3 separate regions of the Mus musculus genome follow, and regions 2 and 3 are each linked to region 1. A link is a contact called in public HiChIP or PLAC-seq data. All regions are on one chromosome and are shown on one strand. The core of a region is the stretch at or near the end of the contact, and the rest is flanking DNA. Distances in the headings are between cores, read along the strand shown.

The links. HiChIP or PLAC-seq counts read pairs in DNA pulled down with a chosen protein or histone mark.
Region 2: a contact with region 1 is called in an H3K4me3 HiChIP or PLAC-seq map of the SCID.adh cell line, with 10 read pairs. The contact joins the enhancer-like site here to the promoter of Tatdn1 in region 1. A contact is called at or near these places in 1 of 39 promoter capture datasets (the C10 cell line), 7 of 115 datasets of contacts at active chromatin or transcription factors (the SCID.adh cell line, embryonic limb bud and embryonic stem cells) and 2 of 9 other capture datasets (liver and pancreatic islet).
Region 3: a contact with region 1 is called in an H3K4me3 HiChIP or PLAC-seq map of embryonic stem cells, with 32 read pairs. The contact joins the enhancer-like site here to the promoter of Tatdn1 in region 1. A contact is called at or near these places in 2 of 39 promoter capture datasets (embryonic stem cells and liver), 2 of 484 Hi-C or Micro-C datasets (bone marrow-derived macrophages and embryonic stem cells), 7 of 115 datasets of contacts at active chromatin or transcription factors (embryonic stem cells, fetal liver, microglia and 2 more) and 3 of 9 other capture datasets (adipose tissue, liver and pancreatic islet).

What each region holds. Positions count from the first base shown.
Region 1 is chr15:58,932,428-58,935,138 of GRCm38.p6, reverse strand. Tatdn1 (TatD DNase domain containing 1) reads left to right here and starts at 1,401. Exons shown (of 12, transcript NM_001368428.1): 1 at 1,401-1,460. The coding sequence starts at 1,439. Ndufb9 (NADH:ubiquinone oxidoreductase subunit B9) reads right to left here and starts at 1,338. Exons shown (of 4, transcript NM_023172.4): 1 at 1,201-1,338. The coding sequence starts at 1,301. Gm36559 (a long non-coding RNA gene) reads left to right here and starts at 1,863. Exons shown (of 2, transcript XR_875364.2): 1 at 1,863-2,711.
Region 2 is chr15:59,173,068-59,175,778 of GRCm38.p6, reverse strand. No RefSeq gene overlaps it. Among named protein-coding and RNA genes, the nearest start is that of Gm36617, 72 kb to the left of the region's middle. Within about 2 kb of position 1,303, at least 69 of the 459 cell types and tissues checked have an H3K27ac peak or open chromatin away from gene starts, as enhancers often do. A contact at or near this core is called in the SCID.adh cell line, where this site is marked.
Region 3 is chr15:59,153,505-59,156,215 of GRCm38.p6, reverse strand. No RefSeq gene overlaps it. Among named protein-coding and RNA genes, the nearest start is that of Mtss1, 73 kb to the right of the region's middle. Within about 2 kb of position 1,370, at least 79 of the 459 cell types and tissues checked have an H3K27ac peak or open chromatin away from gene starts, as enhancers often do. A contact at or near this core is called in embryonic stem cells and neural progenitor cells, where this site is marked.

The sequences.
Region 1 (2,711 bases), core at 152-2,651:
TGGCCTAGCATGCCAGCAGTGCTGTCCCAACAAGGAGGAAGGCAAGGTTGTCACACAGGTGATATCAACACGGGTTTTTTTGTTTGTTTTGTTTTAAGGGAACTGATGCGGACAAGGACTAAGAAAAGATGTCAGCTTTCAAATCTGTTAGTGCTGTCATAGTAGCTAGTTTGATTATTCCCTCCATGAATATGAGCCCTAATATCTCCAACTGTACTATAACACTGTCTGGATTCTTGAAGTCTTAACTTCTTCAGTAACACTGTTCCTTCTGAGTTTCCCCGTCACGTTCCCCGTTAATCCATGGGATTGCAGCTCAAAATCAAGGGTTAACTGTCATTTATTTGCCATCCAGAATGGACGCTGAATTGCAAATTCTGTTAAATAAATAAGAAAAACTTAGGAAAGAAGCTAGCAACTGTTCAGCATTGTACACTGCACCAGCCTGCATAACAAAGAGATGTAACCACAAACTTGTATCCTAGGATTCCAGGGTTACCCTCTGCAGGTCTTACAGGGTTACTTGATTTTCCATCTTTTTCTTGGAAGTCCTCCTTGTGGGATTAGGTTTTAGGGTAAGAGTGTAGCGGTATGGGACTTACACATCTTCGGTTGTCACTGCCCCTTGCATTTCTTTTAGGTCATGAAAGTCTACACGTTTTAACACTATATTGTTGTTTGTTTGTTTGTAAGAAGGGTATTTTTTTTTTTTTGGCCTAGCCTCAAACTCATAATGTAATGGAGAATATCTGTCTCCCCCAACATATGCCACCGTATGAGACTTAACGAGAAGACTAGTAACAATGGTTAAAGAAATAAAATGACGTAGGAGGTGGAATAGAATGAGCCTGCTTATCTGTAAAATCAGGCTAAAATAATCACTAATATCTGAGTTACTCTGCAAACTAAAGATAATGGACAAATTACTGTTAAGGTTAGGGACGACAGAGTCATAAAAACGTTAGCTTTAGATCCATGACAATGACAGTCCTAGGTACTTTTTATTTCTTCATGCAACTTTCTACGCTGGGTCCTGGTTGCGCCCCACACAATCATCTCCGCCAGATCAAGCAGAGAGGACTGCATCGGGACCCGGGTTCAAGGGCGGGCTCCCTTCACTGTGTCCCCCAAGTCCTTGATCAGCCTGGCCCACGGGGCCCCTCGGCTTCCGTCCCCGAGCCCCGGGTCCCCTCTCCCCACCTGTGGATACACCATGACTCGAGGTGGCGCAGCGCGCGCTTATACAGCCGCAGCACCTTCTGCTGGTGGGTCAGGTAGGCCGGGGGAGCGCAGAACGCCATAGCGTCCGGCTCACCTTCAGCGGCCGCCGCGGGGGCTGCCGGGAACCCGGAAGCGGGCGGTTGTGAGGCGGAACCGGAAGGACGAGCGTGCTCTGAGCCACTTCCGCTTTTCCCTGGGAGGAGCCTGCCGCGCCGTCATGAGTCTCTTCAAGTTCGTGGGTAAGGGCAGGTTTGTCTTGGTCGTGAGCCTCGCTGACAGTCCCGGGTCCCCTTTTCGCGGCATGGCCTTTCCAGGGCACGGAAGATGCCCGGAGGCCTCGCGTGCTGGCAATGACTGATCTGGTTCTTGCTGGAGGATGGTTTCCCTAGTGCATGTTCATTTATGAGCATTCCCGGGCAATGAATCATTGTGACTTGTGCTTTTTTTGTGTGTGTTTAATTCAACTGGAAAGAGAGGAATAGGTGTGGGGTGTGCTTCAGCCGTAGACTGATCGCCTAGCATGGGCTAGTCCCCGAGTCCTCCCATCTCTCAAAAAGCACCGCCCCCCAAGCCAATCACTTTTCTTCTGTCTTTCGTGAACTCTTCTACATGGCCGGCCTGACAGTCCCTCCAAGGTACCGGTTCACTCAGTCATCCCTTCATACCACAGACAACTCTGGGAGGCTTGACATTGAGTCCCGGGAATGTGGCCAAGTCCTGCTCACAGGCCATCTAGACATAAACGGGAGTCCTCAGACGGGAGGGGGTGGCAAATTGTGTCGCCTCGCAAGTTCCACGATCCATCCGACAGCTGGAGAGTGCGGCAAGGATTCAAAATGGGGGACATTGTAAGAGTCAGGGTTGGAAGGATAACTTGGAACCCTAAAGTCTCGATTACTTAAATTTCACTTCTATTGGGAGTGGCGTTCCAATGAAGGCTTTTCAGCAAATCTTTGAGTGCCAGTTGTACGGAAAGAGTCTTGCCTTCTGGGATACCGATGTGGGTAGTCTCAGTATGAACCTCGTCGTTGTGGACTTTCCCTGCTATTTAAGGGTGGGAAGTGACAGGGAGGAGGTTACCCTGATAGTCGTTTTGTAGATTTTGTGGCAGATAAGGGGACGAATGTAAGTATTTCAGGTTTTGCAAACAGGGAAAAGAATAGAAAAAGAGAAATGGGATGGTTGTGCATAGCATTTAGCACTGACTGTTCATGCCTGTTGTGGGAAGTGAAGACCCAAAGATGGCAGGTTAAGAAATACCTAGGCCATCTGGATCTAATAGATTAGGTCCATTCGTGAGTTAAAGGACATCCAAATAGAGACATCCTCCGAGCACTCAAAAGTGGAATCAGGAGAGTGGTTAAGGTTATACAGTAAAATCTGAGAGACACCTTAAGCAATATATTTTCCCAAGACACTGTATTTAAATATGGAGTTGTGAGAAATCTAGTCGTGAGTTAGTTTCCACACCAGAGACGTGAGGCCTATGG
Region 2 (2,711 bases), core at 54-2,553, 240 kb before region 1:
CTGGATTTTGCAATCTCTGCAGAGTTTGTGAAACTAGGTCCCCAAGAGACTAAAGGGGCATGATACTCTTTTTAAAAAATGAGATGTATTTACCTTCATGTATTTTGTGTGCATGTACGTATATGCACCACATGCATACAGTGCCCGAGAATGCCAGAAGAGGGTCTCTGATCTCACTGGTGCTGGAGTTACAGACAGCTGTCAGCCACCATGTAGGTGCTGAGAATCAAATCCTGGCGCTCTAGAAGAGCAGCCAGTGCTCTTAACTGGTGAGCCATTTCTCCAGTCCCTTATAACATGATTTTTATGTCTCCTTTGCGTCCTCCATCTGCCCCTATTAGAATACAAACAGGCAGTTCATTTTCTTGGGTCACCAATGTATTTCCAACATCTAGAACAGTTACACACTGTACAGTGTTTGCATTCCTTTTAGGCTCCGCCCACACCCAGCTATGCCTGACTCACTATAAAAGGGACTGTTGGCCCCCTCCTCACTCTCTTACTCTCTTCACTCTCTGTCCCTTCTCTCCCCATTCCCCTCCCCCTTTCTCTGCATGTGTTCATGGCCAGCCTCTACTCCTCTACTCTCTCTCTCTCTCTGTCTCTCTCTCTCTGCCTTTCTCTGTCACTACTCTCTCCTCAACTCCCCTCCCCATTCCCATGCCCGTCAGAGAGCTGATACCTCAGGGGGGAAGGGATGTCTCGGCATGGGCCCGCAGAGGTACCCTCTTCCACCTCACCATACCTCACTCTACCAAACATATCCCTGGCTTTCTTTTCTTTTTTATAAAACACAACAGTAAGTGTTTGGTAACTGCTGTTTTAATGAATCGTTGAGTGACGTCTGGGGTCACTACACCAAGTAGTATCTCATCTTTCTTAATCGGCACAGAAAGTTTTGGAACGCCGGTCAGTGATAGCAAGCTATCCATTTTAAAGGTAAATCGACAGAACACAATGAGGTTCTGAGTCTCCTTTTATTTATTTAAAACGTCGTCATTCGTGTATTTAGTAAACATTTACTAAGTAGGTACCATGGAGGAGCTAGGCTTAGATAAAGAGCTGTCTGTAGCTGTGCCTGTTGGTTTCTGCTTTTAAACACATTTCCTTCCTTCTGAGATGCATCAAAGGCCCACATAGCCGAGTGACAAATGTGACATCCTGCTTTGCCTAAGAGCAGAGGCTCTGGAGTCTGGCCCAGTCTCCTAACAATCTCCACCCTCGCTTCTAACACTTGTAAGGTAGCAGTGGCAAAAATAACCACTTCAAGGCATTGTCACGGGCCCTTTGAAGCAACACATGGGAACCATTGTTTGCCGTCAATGTGCGTTCTGCCATCCCTACCAGCCAAGGGTTTTTATCCAATCTGCTCCCTGTAATTTGCATAACAATGCCAATGGGCTTATTCTTTTCATTTCCAAATATAAAGATGTATTTGGTAAGCTTTTTCAAGCCCAAGATTTCGAGGGGCCCTCTCACCATGGTACCTCTCAGTAAGCAGAGGGCCGAGTGTGACCCCAAGTCAAGAGGGGCTCTGCTCCTGCCTTTTCCCCTTAGCATCTGTCCTCAACAAGCAAGAATGGATGTCCAGCTGCAAGGCTCAAACGGAACTAGGCAGAGGCGCAAGCAAAGGGCTCTGGTTCCAATAGCTGCAGCTGTCTAGCACCCTGGGCTATTTTTAAACCCCTTTTCAGAAACCCCGGGCCTTCGCAATGGATCTATTTTCTCAACTGCTGAGAGATAATACTTAAAAATGGATGGCTTGAAAATATTCCACGATGCTCATAAAAATGACTGAAATAGATAGCGAATCTAAGACGGCCTTTGTGTAGAGCAGCAGAGGACAGCTTGGTGAAGCCTCTCAGACCCTGGGGCAGCGCAGCCGCTGGATCTGTCGCTGACAACCACCGCTTTGTGTCTTGGATGTCTGCTGTGCCCAGAAAAGGCAAGAAAACCAGTCATTGTGGAGAACATCAGAGCCCTGCCATTTAAAGAGGCCGTCCATCCCAGACAAACAGGGAGACCCCAAAATAACTCCCAAAGAACAGCCATTGACTTGGGCACGGCCTTATCTAGAAAGCCTATCCAAACTTAACTTGAATATGCCTCTGCCCCTTCCCTGAACTCTCCGATTTTTTTTTCTGCCCCACTGTGTAGAACCGCCGCTCAAGCAGTCATGTGCTGCAGACGCGGGAATCATCCCCACTTCACCACTACCAATAATCTACTAATATTATCCTCCGTGCTTCATCACCTGCCTCTGAGATTTTACAAGAGCATACAACGCAGTCTACTCACGTGTGGGTGTAGGGTGGGATGGAGGATGGTGACCGTGCATCTTTGTTTTTGTGCAGTGTACTTGTATGGATCTGCATGTGGAGGTCAGAGGCAGCCTCAGATGTCATTCCTCAAGTATCGTCACCTTATTTATTTATATGTATTTATTTATTTATTTGGACAGAGTCCATCACGGCCCTGGGACTCACAATGTAAGCTAGATTATCTGTGCAACCCAGGCATCTACTGCCTCTGCTTGCTCTCACCTTCTGGTACTCTGGGTTTTTTGGTTTGTTTACCCACTTCGTCATTTGCTGTAGGGATTCTTTAAAAATTAAATGTTATTATGTTACTTCCTGCTTGGACTTGGTTGGTGTTACTCAGTGGCCAGCGGAAGACTGAGGAAGCCCTTCCATGTGATCCCCGGCCCATCC
Region 3 (2,711 bases), core at 121-2,620, 220 kb before region 1:
ACATCAAGTCTGGGAACCACTTAGCCTGGGCTGTAAGTTCACTGGCGGAAAAGCTACAGTGACTTGCTTTCTTGCTGTCTTCACCTACAGCAAATGTATCTGGGATACTGGGAATCTTCAAGAGTTGCTCACTGAAATGGATTCATGAGAGAAGTAGTATTCATGAGATAGGAGAACAAGTACTGAAGTACTGAAATTCTTCTTTTTCTTTAAGATTTTTTTTTTTAATGTATAGACAGGCAGATATCTGTGGGCGCCGGATCCTGGGAAACTGGAGTTTACAGGCAGTTGTGCCCAGTGGTATGTGAACTCGGGACTTCTGGAAGAGCAGGAAGCATTCTTAACCTCTAAGCCACTTACTTCACCAGCTCCAAGTACTGGGATTCTCATGTAAGAGGATGTGCTGGGGTGAGATTTGGGAAGATGGCTCTGTGGTAAAGTGTTTGCCATGCAGACATGAGGAGCTAAGTTCAGACACGAGCTGGGCATGGCACATCTGCGATGCTAGCACTAGACAGGGTGGAGACAAGAGGATTCCTCAGGGCACCATGGCTAGCCAGTCTAGGCAAAATAGCAAGTTCTGGCTTTCTTGAGAGAGCCTGTCTCCAAAAATAAAGTGATGAATGAGAGAAAAAAAAATCCTGACATTAACCTCTAGTTTCTATGTGCACATTCAAAGAAACACACACAGACACACACACACTACACTCACTCATACACACACTCACAGAAGAGGCAGGGGAGGGAGAGCAAGAGAGCAGTACTAGCAAGGGATGAGCTAATGTCAGTGATGTTGGTCAAAGTCTTAACTCAGACTGGTCCTACAGGGCTCTGGACAGTGAACTACTCCCTAGGCCTGCTGCCCCCTTAGGGTACTCTGTCAGGCACTGGCTGCAGTGGAGGACCCTCAAGATGCAAATAATTTATGCAACCTCCCTGTTGAGGGTGGCTCCTGAAGGAAAAGGGAAAGTCCCCAGAGAAGAGGCCTTTGTGAGAATCAGCAGCCATCACCCACAGCAGGGGACATGGCAGACCCACCTGTGCAGAGGGCTCAGGGGGACACAAAGCACGTCTTCAGCCAAGGGTGGTGGTACCCACTCTTCACAGGGAGCTGTGGCAGAGGCTTTCAGGTCTTTCTGTGGTCTTAGGTTTCTTCTGCTGCACTTTGCAAGATAGAGTGGATTCCTTTCATCCTGTGGGGATTTTTATCAGACATGACAGAAGCTAAAATGTTAATTGCCCACATTCCTGGGTTGCCTGGGCCCTGGCATGTCTTCTGCAGCCAGGAGCAACCACAGACATAGCCTCAGCACCACAGGGACCCTCAAATGGCAGATTCCATCCCCACATGCTCTCCTCTGCGGAAGAAAGACAGGCCCCTCACTCCTTCCTTAGCTGCCCCGCAGGTGCCCACTCAGTGGTGGCCTGGCAGCCTGCACCAAAGAATGTCACTCTGGCTTAAGGCCCAGCCTCAGACAAAAGCCCTTTTGGAGCTAAGCCTACATCCTCTGGCTGACAAGACCCTCCCCCATCACCAACCAGGGAGGGCAGCTAAATTCATCTCCCTCCAACTGATGCTCCCCACAGGGCAAAGCCACCTCCCTACTCAGGAAGCAAAAGGCGTCTGAACTCTTTTGCCTCTGGCTTTCCGACAAATAGCTGACTGTCCTCACACTGAACAGGAGAGGGTGATCAGACAACACTGCCCCAGACCAGGCCAAAGAGGCCTCCAGACACACGTGTGCACTGGGAGCTGGGAGGAGGGGGCTAAGCATCAAGAACAAAGGACAACCTTCACACCCAACCCTGCCTCTGGCCGGGAGCTTGGAGTCACACTGCCTTGAGTTTAAATTTCTGTTTTGCTGGGAGTACCAGCCAACCACTGGGCAGGTCCGGCCCTGAACTCTTTGCCACTTTTCCATGAAGAGAAGAATACCAGGTGATTACCTGTTTTGAAGATTAAGAGTAATAGTATAAGATCCTAGTAGACCTCACCTGGCAGCCTGGCACTGTCGCCACAAACCAGTCTTCTGCTACATTCCCTCCTGATCCCACAGCTGAAGACCTCAGCCCCTTAGACCGCCAATTTGCAAATGAATGGACTTAAACTTAAACTTCTTCAGTTTTGTTTCCCTGGAAAACATTCCTAGAACCCTACTTGTTAGGCCTTAAAACCCGGGCCGCAGCGACCTCCTCTCAGGTTGATCCTTAAACCCAGCCTTTGTTTTTTGAGATGCTGACAATTACTGCAGCTCTTTGTTCAGTGTCTCTTGGCTAACTGTCAGCTCCCGAGGATGTGGCTGTCCTGACGCCAATTTGAACTGATTTTTTTTTTTTTTTTGCAAGTGAAATTTCAAGGGACAATGTGCCAGGTGTCTCAGTGAGCTGGAGTCTGGTGGGCTCTCTGTCCTCTGCTCTGTAAGAGCCCTCATTCATGTTTGGGTGGTGAGAGACTTGTTTTCACACTTGGTATTTCATTCCATCTTCACAATGATGGCGCTGAGGTGGCTATTGATCCGCCCACTTTGCAATTATCCCATTCATGAATAAGAAAACCAGTAAGACCGTACATATGGAGGGCGGGATGTGTGGCACCTGCTGCTTTGGCGGTGGGACCTAGGCTTCTGTTTAGGAAGCGTTATTTCAGCAAGCTGTTGAACGTCTCTTCTGCTTCAGGTATGCTGCGATACATACATGGGTTACAGAAGAGT